Regions from separate parts of the Mus musculus genome. Here region 1 is linked to region 2. The links are chromatin contacts, called in public HiChIP or PLAC-seq maps. All regions are on one chromosome and are shown on one strand. Each heading gives the region's core, a stretch centred on a gene start, on an enhancer-like site or on the middle of the called end of the contact. The rest is flanking DNA. Distances are from core to core; before and after follow the strand shown. Region 1 has its middle 15 kb from the start of Mir6516. Region 2 overlaps Rhbdf2 (rhomboid 5 homolog 2).

Region 1 (6,908 bases), core at 2,011-4,510, 480 kb after region 2:
GGAGGAACGAGGGGGCGAGGGGTGGGGCTTCCCTGTTTTGTCAGACTTCTCTGGAAACACCCTCTTGGACACAACTAGAGGTGTGACTCCTGGGTGGGCCCACAACCAAAAATGCTGTCCACAAAGACGAGCCCTCCACCCTTCTAGAGCTCATAGAACCAGTTCTGGGGAAGTCTGGTTTGGAAGAGACCCGCCCCTCTCCAGGATCCCGTGCTTGGTCTCTGTGGTCTGTGGAACTCCTTGTCCCCACCCATCACTGGGGGCAAAGTATTTACTAAAGAGACGACGTGTGGGGTTCCTCTCCATCCCATAAGCCCTGAACTTGAGCCCAATCTCCAAGAGAGCCAGCACAAGCCCCTCTGAGAAGCTCTGACAAGAATGGGACCCTCTGGCTGACCTCTGACCTGCCACCTCCCTCTTCAGGCTCCTCCCACCCTGGTCCTTTCTAGCCCATCTTACTCGGCTTCATCCAGAAGATTCTTTCTAGGCTCAGCATTGTGGCGCCTGCCTGTAATCCTCCCATACAAAGCTTTCTGGGGGCCAGCCTACGTTTAACCCTGTTTCAATCAATCAATCAATCATCAATCAATCAATCAATCAATCAATAAGGCAGGGGATGGGGAGCAGGGTTGTGAGATGGCCCAGTGTGTGGTCACTAAGTAGGAGAAGAGAGCCAACTCCTGCAAATTCCCCTCCGACCTCTGCATACAGGTGATGGCATTCATGAGCATGCTCTCGAATGTGTGCGCACACACACACACACACATGCACACACAAATGTTAATTTTTAAAAACTTTTCTTTCTGTCTAAACCCAGAGGCACCAATCCTGGGAGGATTTTCATTCTTTGGGGTACAGGTGGGGAGGGGAGGCACATTGGGTGCTGGGGATCTAATCCAGGGCCTTTCACATCCTAGGCAAGCACACTGCCTGACCCATGTCCTAAGTGTGTTTATTTTTCTAACACAGAAGCGAAAAGGCCTAATTCTATTGTGTGGCAGTCCCCACACAGGGGTCAGCCAGGCCTAGGCCTGAGGCTCCACAGTGCTGCAGCACAGGCAGGGGTCAGGGCTGGGAAGACAGGCAGAAGGCAGAGGCAACCAGGATAAGCGAGACACTGCTTTTTCTCCATGAAGGGCAAAACCCCGGAACTTCCTGGTCCTGAGCTCGCTTGGCAGGAATCAGCTTATATCTCTCATTTCTCTGAAGGTCAGATAACAGAGCTGTGGCCAAGTGACAGGGAGACTTCAGTTGAGATGACGTGGAGCAGAACACAGAGCTGAGCAGATCAATGGCTCCCATCTATCTCATTCACCAGAAGGAATCCCAGGTCTTTGGTAGCTGGTGCCTCATGGGGCAGTCCTGCCTTTCTGTGTGCCTACCTGCCTGCCTGCCCATCTTCCTCCCCACCCCCACCTACCCGCCCCCCCCCCAGCTCCTCAGCTAGGAAGTTCACCCCAGGCTGTGGTGACTGTCCTATGCACAGATGAGTCATTGGTACCCAGCTCAGTACCTAAGAGTACACCATAGTATTTATGAAGGAAAAGTGAACAGGGCGTGTGATGTTGGGCAGTCATTGGCCTTGCATGACCCCGTTCTTCTACAGCAAACAGAAAGGTTTAAGGAGGAAACGCTGCGAACTGTTGGGTGTTTAGTAGGCCTATGCTAAATTATGCTGGGTGAGAGGTGTGATTCAGTTGGTAGGTTATTTGTCTAGTAGGTACAGAGCCTGGTAAACTGCCCAGCCCCCAAAATAAATATGTGACATTTTCCATTCTATTTCCGTTACCTAATATCTCCCATTCTCCCAGATTTTACAAAACCTTTAGATTAATCACCATACATAAAGGATGTTGGCTCCTTTGTCCAGGAGAGAAAATTTCTCCCTCTCTATGCTACTTGTAAAAACAGGGTCTCAGTATGTAGCCCTGGCTGTCCTGCAACTCTCTATGCAGACCAGGCTGGCCTCGAACTCACAGAAATCCTCCTGCTTCCCAAGTGCTGAGATGAAAGGTGTGTTCCACCACACCCGGTTTGGCTTCTTCTACTCTCATTTTCAGTAACTGGGGACAGCAAACGGTACTGCCAGCGTGGGTTACAAGAGAAAGATGGTTTGTTTAAAGACTATTCAAGTGTACAGGAGTTCACAGAACACTGCAACTTGAAGTGACCAGAATCTAGGGCTTGTAGGCACCCTAGTGGTGGTGGTGGCACTTTAATTGACTGTGGGAGATATGTTCTTTTTGCAGAAAGTTTTTTTTTTAGGTGAATTGCTACCTTTTTAAACTTTTATTTATTATTAGCAGTGTGTGTGTGTGCGTGCGCGTGTGTGCGTGCGTGTGAGTGTTCCAGTGCAGACTTACGTGTGCCACTTTTGATCTATTCTCTTTCCACCTTGGGATGTGGTGCTTGAACTCTGGTTAGTCAGTCTCAGACCCCAAGACAAATGGTGGCTATTTAACAAATCAAATATGACCTGGCTTCAGGTTCTTCCAGTCCCTACGGTTACAGGGTAGGGCTGGCATACCCTCTACCCTGAACTCTCCAGCCCAGGGACTGGGCTGCTCTTGCTCAGACGCTCTTCCCTATAATCCAGACATGTTGGTTACCTGCCCTGTCCCTGTATCCCTGCGTGCCCCAGCTCAGTCTGGGCTCCCAGATGCCCCTGCCTCGGGCTATGCTCTCTCTTCTATCTACGATAAATCGTCATCTCCACCACACTTAGGGACAGTCATTTCCTTTTTTTATTTTTATTTTTATTTTTTTAATTTCTATTTTTCATTCAGGTGCCAGGCTCGCAGGGTGAGCCTCTGTTCACATGGAGCATCCCCCCTGCCCTGTTTAGGTCATTTCTTTTCCTCTAGGGATAAGTAACAGGAAATGAGGAGGCGGTACCCCAACTGAGAAATTCCAGAAAGGGCCTTAAGAAAGGCGCGTTCTTCTGCAAATAAGACAGGCAGTGAAGGAAGGGTGAGGTTGGTTGGTTTGTTTGTTTTGGGGTTTTGTTTGGTTTATTTTTCTTGTTAGGGATCCAACCCAAGACCTTATGTATGCTGAATTACACCCCCAGCCTTTGAAAAAAAAAATGTAATTTGGTTGAGAATCAAGAAAGCCACCTCCACTTCTGTTCCAAGTAAGGGGAGGGTCAGGATTCCAAACTCAGCGGATGCTCCGCAGTCCCGCCCATCGGCTCCTTGCTGTGTCCCACCCCTAACCTTCAGGAGAACACGACTGGGGCCAGCCCGATCCGGTCCACAGTTTCACTCTGCGTATAAGAGCAGTTAATGCGTGTGTCACCCGAGAACGTTCACATGTCACACGTCTCCCTAGGCATGTGATTTCTCTCAGAGTCGCTAATGCTGGAGAAAACCAGCTGCCGGTGGAGAGGCTAGTGTGCCTTGAGGGTCAGGGCGAAGAGTCTCGTTCACTCAACCGCGAATGCTGCCCACGTGGAGGGGGTCCTGGTTGGACCGCTCAGTCCTACAGCTTTCCTGAGGCCACCTCTCTTTCAGCTGTTCCTCTGTGGTGAGGACGCAGGCCGGGGGACAGTCGCCAGTGATCCAGCTCTAAGTGCCTGATTGACTGGAGGTCATGCCTGACTCTCAGGGGGAAAATGAGGAGTCTCATTTAACTGATTTTATTTGTTTTGTTTTGTGTTTTGAGACAAGGTCTGTCTTGGTAGCTCTAGCTGGCTTGAAAGTTGCTATGTAGACCAGGCTGACCACTAGTTCCCTAAGATCTCTGTACCTCTGCCTCTAGTGTTGAGATTAAATGGACGAGGTGCCACACCAGCATATTTGCATGACTTTAAAGGAAAGAAAAGTGTACAAACAGATAACAGATACATGCACATCCAACACACACACACACACACACACACACACACACACACACACACACACAATTTCTTCTTTAGATTTCTACTCTGTTTTTTGCTTGGTTAATGGAAGAAAGAGACTTAAAAAAAAAACAAAACAAAAAACCAACAACAAACAAACCCAAAGTGGAGAGAAACTGCAGTTCATCTATACGTAGAAAACACCACATCAGAGCACAGCCGAGGGAGAAAACTGAGGCTGTGAGAAGGTCACGACCTTCTCCCACTGAGGCTGTCTCACAGTCCTTGGGGCTTCACAGGCTGGGAGGGGCCAGGCCGTCTTGCTGACACAGCTTTTTCTCATGGGAGTTCTGTAGGGCGAGAGGCGCATTGCCAGCACCATCCCATCCGCTGCACCTGCAAGGGCCTTTGAACAGGGGACTTCATCTGCTGGCCACGTCATGACCTCTGAGTGTGACTCTGTGGGCTTGACATTTGCATTGTGGCTTATAGCTAACTCTGTTCTGTCACACCTCAGATGTACACCCCCAAACACAGCCCCCAGGGCCCCATGCCCCATTCAACATTCTCCTGTCTCCTGTCCAGCCAGTAAGTAGCAACTAAACATGTTTCTCTCTCTCTCTCTTTCTCTGTGTGTGTGTGTCTGTCTGTCTGTCTGTCATCTGTCTCTGTATCTGTCTTTGTCTCTGTGTCTCTCTGTCTTTCTCTCTCTGTATCTTTCTCTTTTTCTATCTCTGTCTGTCTCTGTGTCTCTCCATATCTCTTTCTTTATCTCTTCCTCCCTCTGTGTCTCTGTATCTCTGTCTTTCTCTCTGTGTGTCTCGGTCTTTATCTCTCTCTGTATCTCTGTCTTTATCTCTCCCTCTGTCTTGTCTCTCCCTGTCTCTCTCTCTCTCTGTTCTCTCTCTCTCTCTCTCTCTCTGTTCTCTCTCTCTCTCTCTCTTGCAGAGAGGAGGGCAGCGAGGTTGAAGGAGCACCCTGTGGAGTGTTATCTTCTTCTGCCTTTCTATGGATTCCCAGGATCAAAGCCTGTGTGACAGGAGCCCGGATCCACATGGTCATCTTGCCAGCTCCTTCAGTGACTGCTTCTATTAGGAAGAATTGAGGGGAGTCTGGGGTTGGCTGGGGAAGCCAAGCTTACTCTCTAGATTGCTCAGCACTCTCCCGGGAAAGATCTTTCTTTTGCTGTAAAGACAGAGTCAGCCAGGCAGTGGTGGTGCAGACCTTTCATCCTAGCACTAGGGAGGCAGAGGCAGGGGGATCGCTGGGTTCTAGGACAGCCTGATCAACCAAGCAAGCTCCAGGGCTGTACCATAGAAAAACCCCGTCTCAAAAACAAAACAAAACAGACAGACTGCACACACACACACACACACACACACACACACACACACACACACACAGGGTCTCTGTAGCCTGGGCTGGCTCTGAACTTGCTATGTAGTTGCAGATGATCTTGAATTCTGATCTTCCTGCTTCTACCTCCCCAGTTCTGGGATTATACTTGTCCACCTTGTTTGGCAGGAAAGATATCTTAAAGGCCACTGGCTCTGGTTCCAGGTGCTTATCTAACACTGGAATCTGTCTGACAAGCGGTCCACAGAACATATCCTCCTTTCTTCCCCTTTGCATGTGGCTCGGAGATTGACCAGATCTTTGGGATGCTTTGCATCCTGGGGACCCCCAATGAAGCCAGGTGACACCCAGCTGCCTGACTGTAAGAGCAGCTTCCCTAAGTGGCCTGGGAAGGGGCTGGAGGAGGTGACACCCAGTTACAGAGCCAGAGGGCAGAGTGCCCTGTCTCCTAACATAACAAGACAAGCTAATATCCTGACAGGGCTCTTTTGGGGAAGTGACGTCACCACGCCTCAGGATGTGTAAGCTCAGGAACATTTTCCTTGGAATAAACTGTGTCCCCAGGGCTTCTTAATGAGCCCTTTCTGTGGGAACCACACAATAGTTGGATCCAACTGCCTGTTTTCACTCTGTTATGTTATCCCAAAAAGAGGCGTATCTTGTTTACTTGGTTTTCATTGAGGAACGTTCTTTGTCCTCCAAGGAATACATAAGAGCTCCTATCTTAGAACGTGTGAAGCCCTGAAAGGTAGCTTTTCCATGGAAGTCTTTAGGCTGAACCACTGAGCTCCGCTCCGGAGAGGAAATAGATCTTGGCCGTCAAGTGCTCTATACCTGGGACTGACAGGAGCTATTTCGGAAGGCTGAGCCCTCCCGCCCAACCACCACACACAAGGTGTTGGTGCTTGAGTGATGGCTGCTGGAAGCGGCTGTGCAATGGACACTTGCCTGGGTTGATAATGACACTCAAGAGCCAGCCAGCAGGCTGTGGATGGCTCCCTCTCAACGCCACCCCCCTCCCTAGGCAGACCCATTGCTATGAATAAAGGAAGCATGACGCAACTTGGATATTTAATTCTCCAAATAGCTCCAAGCTGGAAGCAACCGAAGATAATCAATTAAAGAAATGTGGATACATTTGTGCAGTGGGATGATGCTTAAGCTATTTTGATGAATAAGGGAGAAATGGGTTTTAGTGCACCGTATGATTTATTCATGGAATAACAGACTATGCTGGTTGGTTTTTGTCAACTTGACACAAACTAGAGTCGTTGGAAGAGAGAACCTTCATTAAAAGGATACCTCCTTCTCTTGATTAATGATTGACATAGGAGGGCCCAGTCCACTCTGGGCAGTGACAGCCTGGGGCAGGTGGTCCTGGGTTCTGTAAGAAAGCAGGCTGAGTAAGCCACGGGGAGCCACGCAGTAAGCCACAGCTCTCCAAGGCCTCAGCTTGAGTTCCTGCCTTGGCTTCCCTTAGTGAGGGACAGTGACCGGGACAGGGAAGCCAAATAAACTTTCCTCCCAAGCTGCTTTTGGTCATGGTCTTCATCCCAGGGATAAACACCTACGAAGGATGCAGAGTCCGACTAAGGTAATCCACACTGATGGGAGTCAGAAAACCCCTGCTGTGGGGAAGACTCGGCCAGAAGAGAGCATCTGGGACCTGCACAGCAGACGGACACCCAGAGCCGTTCATTCCCTTAACATAAAT
Region 2 (6,601 bases), core at 3,128-5,627:
ACGCACACACACACACACACACACACAGATGGAAAAAGGGCTGGGTCTAGAGCTAGCGGTGAGTTAGTAGATACAGTGCTTGCCATGGAGGTGTGAAGAACCCATGCAGACCCACCAACAGCAGCACCTGGAACCCCACATGCCTCCAATGGGACAGAGGACCTTCAAAAGCCCTAGGGGCAGGAAGCCTGGTGTACACACAGCAAGCGAGGCTGTTTTCTGGCCTCTACCCGCGCCACGACAGACACACCCCACTGATGCGAGTGTGAACAAGTGAAAGAGGAAAGGAAAGGGGCCAAGGCTATAGCTCGATGTCAGGTGCCTTCCACGTATTCAGGAGGCCTTGGCTTCAACCTCCAGCGCTACAAACACAAACTTTAATTTCCATGAGGTGGCCTGGTACTAGGGCAATGGAGACCCCTCCTGCCATTTGTTTGTTTTTGCTTTTTCTTAATAATTTACTGATGTAGAATCCACACAACAGAACATTAACCATTTGAAAGAGAACACCACGGTGCCTGTGTTGTAGAAAGCCCTGTGCAGGCGTATACTACAAACAAGGCACAGGAGCACAGCAGGTTCTCCTTGGAGTGAGCTCCAGGAGCAACTGGGAAGTGGTACAGTATCCGGGCACAATTAGTGCCATGAGTGGCAGGCCGGGCTCAGCCCTACGCACACCCACTGCCCCTCAAATCCTTCCAGAAGAGATGTTGCTATGCATCTGATTTGTAGGCTCAGAGGGGTTGATTAACTTAACCAAGCTCACACAGCAGGGAAGGGGTGCCCCTAGGATCCAAGTCATCTGACAGTGGGTGTGAGCCACCTTAGGAGTCTGGGCCCCTCCTTTCCTAAAGTCAGGGTACACTGGGGCTGGAAGACTCTTATCTTAGACACAGGGAGCTATGGTCTAGCATTATAGTGACTCTCAAAGCATGACTGGCAGAGGCCTAGGCTGCCCAGAGGCGGCCTACCATGGGAGAACTGGAAGCAGGGGCTGCTGTAGGCCCAGGTGATCCCATCTGCAGACCCTTCTAGGCTTTGCTGTACTGAGGCCTGTAAAACTCTCCATTTTACAGACCCAGAGCATTAGGTGGGGAGTAGGCAGAGCGGGCCCAGATCATTACTGCTTCTTTAAGTGGGACCAAAGGCCTTAGCTTTGGCTCCATCATGCCAAGAGTCCTGTCCCTCAGCCCTCTGAGATCACAGATGGAAGACACTAGGGGCTGGACTGGCAGACTCTGAGGAGCCCTGCTAGTCACACGTAGACACTGCCAGGGGAGAGCTCCAGGACAACAGCCTCTCCTGGGGCCTCCACATAGAAGCTCCTCAACTGGCCTGGGACCAGGGTGCAGGGAGAGAGCATTACTCTGAGAAACTGGCACCAAGGGAGAACGGCAGGCAGAGAGAGAGAGAGAGAGAGAGGGGGGGGGGGCAAAGAAGGTCACCAGCAGAGATGGGTCCAACTTTCTGCACCCTGAGAACACCGCCCGTGGCTCTCTAGCTGACAGCGATGAGAGCCTTCTGGAATGAGGAGTTGAAGGCCCTGCCCAGGAGTCAGCAGGGCCGGCTTGCCCCACTCAGCCAGCCAGACTGTCATGGTTTGAATGCCAATGGCCCCACAGGCTCATGTGTGTGAAGCAGTGAACTGGTTGGGAAGGATTGAGAGGTGTGGCCTTGTCGAAGGAGGTGTGTTGTGGCAGTGAGCTTTGAGGTTTCAAGAGCCTGCACCAGGCCAGGTTTGTTTCTTTCTCTGTCTGTCTGCTGCCTACAGACCAGAATGTAAAGATTCACCTACTTCTCCAGCAACCATGCCTGCTGCTACCAAGCTCCCTGCCATGATGGTCATGGCCTCACCCTCTGATACCGTAAGCAACTCCTCAACTCATGCTTTCTTCTATAAGCTGCGTGGTCATGGTGTCTCTTCACAGCAAGAGAACAGTTACTAAGACCCAGATCTCTCCCCTGCACCTCTGCCAAGCTCCCACCTCCTGTCTCTGAGGCCCTGCAATCTTATGCCAGCCTTGTCAACCTGGCCAACCTCTGCTGCTTCTTTTTCCCCAACAAAATATTTTTATTAATTATTTGGGAATTTTATAAAATGTATTCCTACCCCTCTCGCTTCCCACGCCTCCAGAACACCTTTCTCCCCTTGTGTTCCTTCCACATCTACCAAGTTCAATTTATGTTACCCATGTACTCACTGGAGCATCGTCAGACTCTCAGTGGCCAGCCCCTTAAGAGAACTGAGTCTTCCCCCATCCACATTCCTGCCAGAAGCCACCAACTGTGAAGAGCCACACTTAGCATCTTTATCACTTTTTGTTTGTTTGTTTGAGATAGGCTGTCCTGGAAAACACAAAGGCACACGCGCGCACGTGCGCGCACACACACACACACACACACACACACACACACACACACCAGAGATCCACCTGGCTCAGCCTCCCCAGTGCTGGGATTAAAGGCTCCACTGCCTGGACAATTTTTACAGACTCTCTTCAATAGCTCCTTTCTCTCTCTCTCTCTCTCCCTCTCTCTCTCTCTCTCAGGGGTGGGGGGCGGTTGTCACAGAAGCCCCTCAATGTCGCTCACTCTCAGTTATGACTCTACAGACATTAATATCACTGCAGAGGAAGCTTTTCTGCCCACAGAAGCTTGGCCAGGGATCAGGGACATTCACATGCATCCACATGGCCTCTGGTGACAGCAATGGTCATAGATAACATGGACGGCAGACTGTAACAATGGTCTCTGGCGGCAGCACAGACCATGGACCTCAGAGGTCTTTCCTTAACCCAGAAAATGAACCATTGTTCATCTCTGGTGTCTTCTTGTTGCTCAGAGTCTAGGTGATCATGCGGCTGGCAGTGTGTCAGGGGTAGGACCTGTGCAGGCTCCGGGCTGTGACATGCCACCCTGCCTTCCGCATCAGCTGCCTTGCCAGTGCCCTGGGAGCAACCTTTGTATTTACTGCGCTTCTAAGGCGTGTCACCTCCAGGAAGCCTCTCACCACCCTGCTCTGTCTCACGCTGCATCCCACAGCTCCTGACAGCAGGAGCCCCTTACTCTAATCTCCCACCCAATCACTGCCCATCAAGTCCTAGCTGGATGAGTCTGGTGAGGGCAGGAGTCTGTGCAGCTGGGGACGGACTGCATGGATGCTGGGCTGAGGCTGTCTCTCAAACTCTGAACTTGGCTCTGGAAGTCACTCACCTTGCCCAGTCCCTCTGCAGGGCTGGGATGGAGGTCTCTGGGTGCTGGCTGAGGATGAGGCCTGGTGGCCTAGTTCCCTGGTTGTCCACAAACACTCTTACCCCTCTGAGGAGCTGCCCCTAGAGCCCAGGCCATTCCAGCTGGTGACAACCCCTCCCCCAAATATACCCAGGATCCCTCCCACCCCACCCCCCTAACCAATCTCCACATGGAAAAGGCAGACATGACTTAAGGCCACAGGACAGGGGAAGTTTGGGACAATCTCAGGGTCCCCTAGAAAGAAGTCCGACCGCAGGGGTGGGTCAGAGACTGTAAGGAGTCACGTGCCAGGAAACTCTCTACCACCATCTGCGAAGCCAGTACCGAGCTTTGAATGATGGTCCCTAAGCTACATCCCTGTGCCTCAGTTTCCCTTCCTGTCCACTGGCAGTTGGACAAGGTGATGGCTCAGACCTGCTGACCACAGACAGCCTGGATAATGAAGGTTTTTCTCTGATACTTTCTCCCAGAACTTCTCCTGACCCCTCTGCCCCAACCTTGGGGGGGGGGGGTAAAGTCCAACCCTTCTCTGGACTGGGCGGGCTGGCAGCTGCCTGGCACAGTGGTGGGAATGATCAGATTTGCTCTAGTCCCCCCGTGTGACCTACGTCTATGAAAGGCCACAGAAACTAGACCAAAAAAAAAAAAAAATTGCAGGAGCCGCCCTCCGCGCCCGCCACTTATCTCCCGCCCCCAGAGGTGCTTGCTCATTGCAAAGGAAATTGTGACATCCTGGGAGCAAGCTTCCTCTTGCCCACAGTCATATCCGCCGAGCTCTCTGACCCTAGACTTGCTGCCCAGCTGGCCCATGGGTGGGAGTGACAGGGACCAAAGCCAGGATTATGGTCTCTGCCACCTGCTCAAGTTGGATCCTGGTCTAACTTCTAGGGAGAAGTCTTTCTCACAAGAATATTTACCCGGAACCCAGGGCGGAGGGGTGTCAGTGTTTCCTCTTCCTCTAGGGTGGTGTCTACCAAGAGGTGGGGGTGGGGCAGACAGCAGAAGAATGCAGTGCAAAGCTGAGATTTCCCCCCCACCCCCCGCCTCCCTCACCCCCACCCCCCGCCCCAGGAGCCCTTGGTAGATGGCCTCCACTAGGGGTCAGCGTGCTCTCCAGAGAGCCTTCCGGATAGCACCACCCACAGAGTGGTGGCCCAGATTAGGCACACAGAAACAAAGGCTCTGAGACTACCTAGAATGTCCCACAGAATCCGGTTTCCCCACAAAGGGTGGGGCCCAGCCACTCCCAAATGAGGCAGGTCCAATCCAGGCATGATAACATGGTAGGCAAGGTCACCCCCAGGGGGTGCTCCCCCAACCACTCTAGGCAGGGTGCCCTCCCTTCCCATGCAGGTGGCATATGCTTAGATTCCTCCCTCTCTGCTCCAAGAAGGGGTAGACCTGTACCCACAGGTCTGACCTGACGCACCCCCACTATCCTGGAAGCCCAGCGTTATTAATGATTCCCTACACCCGTAAGCTCTGTAGACTTGAGGAAACAGGACATTGAGGGAGCCTGTATTCCCAAACAAGCAGGCGCCTGATGTAATAGCCAAGGTCACATATGGGCCAGAAATGTGGGCAGCAGGAGGGACCAATGGACAAGAAGTGGGTAGCCCTCTCCCCTCCATGGAAAGGGGGAAGACCATTATTCACAACTGGATATGGCCAAAGGGGGGTGTTACGAGTCACAGAGGGCTTAATAAACTACACCTGCCCCAGAAGCCTCACTCAGCCACGTCCTGGGACATGCAGAGAGCGGGCAGAGAAGGGGGTGGTGGCAGACAGACCATATGCCATGTCCTTGCTGAGTCACAGGATGATGACAGTGTGGGCTGGGGGCAAGCAAGCAACTTCTCTCCCCGGTTTCCCTGCCACAGAAACCAAAACTGCATCTTCCCTCCTGTGGCCCTGCTGGGAACCTCTGAGTTTTTCGAAAGCTGAAGAGAGGAAGTGGAACCCTCAACTGTTGAAATCCCGCTAAGAAAGAAAGAAAGAAAGAAAGAAAGAAAGAAAGAAAGAAAGAAAGAAAGAAAGAAAGAAAGAAAGAAAGAAAGTTAGTTTCTGTTGCTGGCCTCCCAAAGCTTGACAGCCCTGGTGGCCGTGGAAGGCTAACCCATGTAAGACAGACTGTCATCTAAGAAGTCTCCAAATTGGTGACTCACTGCAGAGCATCTCCTGGCCCTGGAAAGAGGCAGGAATGATGGAGCCAAAGGCAGAGAGGTGAAGAGGCCAGGTCTGGGGCCAGGACCCAGAAAAGGTCACAAAATACAGAAGGGGGGGTTGCGGTCTAGCAGCAGGATGCATCGAATGGAAGCTGCAAGGACCACGGAGAAAGGACAGAGGGCTCTGTGCTCCTGAAGTGCTTTTCCTCAGAGGTATGGGCCAAAGGTGGTAGCACAAATGTGGCGCGCGTGTGTGTGTGTGTGTGTGTGTGTGTGTGTGTGTGTGTGTGTATGGCTGTATGGAATCCAAAGCCTTATGTATGCCAAGGCACCACGCTCTGCTGGCCTGCACAGGCCTGGTGGCCACCCACAAGAAAAGAAAACTGGCTTGTGGGTTCACACGCTGCACAGACCTCACAAGCAACAGGCCTCCCCCACAGAGCCCTCACTTCATTCTCCCCTTCTTCCCAGGGCTTGTGCCAAACTTATTTCACAAGACCAGACCTACAGGAGCAGGCTCAAGGACTTGGCAGCCTGCTGGCTTCTTTGGGGGTATTCCACATTCAGACCCTACGCTCTCGGTTCCCTCTGACCCAACTAGAGCAGCTTGGGCATCACGGCCCACCACAGGCACGGGAAGTGGGCACGAGGTTCCAGGGAGCTGCCAAGAGCAGAGCATATGTGAGCTTGTCTGTGTGGGTGTGCCACCCTGCTCTTAGAGAGGTCCAGCCCGGGTTCCCCCTCTCCCCATCTATCTGGCCTTTCTCTGGACTACTGGCCAGCCAGATCAGCAGAGGTGCAAATGCCTTCCGCCTCTGCTGGGGACTCTTGTCCTAGGAGCAGTTGAGGCAGGGGACAGGTTCTGTATCCCCAGAGCTCAAGATACAACAATTGGGCATGGGTGTAGCTCAGTAGCAGAAAGCTGGCTCGGCATGCGTAAGGCTTTGGATTCCATACACACACACACGCACACGCACACGCACACACACACACAAGATGCTAACATACTGGGAAATGGGTATGCAGCTAGGAGCTGCAGCTCAAAGCTCCTCTGGAAACTTCATGACTCTAGAAGCTGCTGGCGAGGCATGTCCCCTCCAGTCACAGAGATGCAGGTGCTCTGAGTAGAACTGAGCCCTCTCACACCTCAGGCAGCAACAGCAGGTCATGTGGCAGGGCTGCAG

Evidence for each region. HiChIP or PLAC-seq counts read pairs in DNA pulled down with a chosen protein or histone mark.
Region 1: a contact with region 2 is called in an HNF4G HiChIP or PLAC-seq map of pancreatic cancer cells. The contact joins two enhancer-like sites. A contact is called at or near these places in 1 of 39 promoter capture datasets (embryonic stem cells), 2 of 115 datasets of contacts at active chromatin or transcription factors (embryonic stem cells and pancreatic cancer cells) and 1 of 9 other capture datasets (liver).

What each region holds. Positions count from the first base shown.
Region 1 is chr11:117,088,696-117,095,603 of GRCm38.p6, forward strand. No RefSeq gene overlaps it. Among named protein-coding and RNA genes, the nearest start is that of Mir6516, 15 kb to the left of the region's middle. Within about 2 kb of position 3,261, at least 123 of the 459 cell types and tissues checked have an H3K27ac peak or open chromatin away from gene starts, as enhancers often do. A contact at or near this core is called in embryonic stem cells and pancreatic cancer cells, where this site is marked.
Region 2 is chr11:116,611,879-116,618,479 of GRCm38.p6, forward strand. The region is part of intron 1 of Rhbdf2 (rhomboid 5 homolog 2); the gene reads right to left. Among named protein-coding and RNA genes, the nearest start is that of Rhbdf2, 9.0 kb to the right of the region's middle. Within about 2 kb of position 4,378, at least 203 of the 459 cell types and tissues checked have an H3K27ac peak or open chromatin away from gene starts, as enhancers often do. A contact at or near this core is called in embryonic stem cells and pancreatic cancer cells, where this site is marked.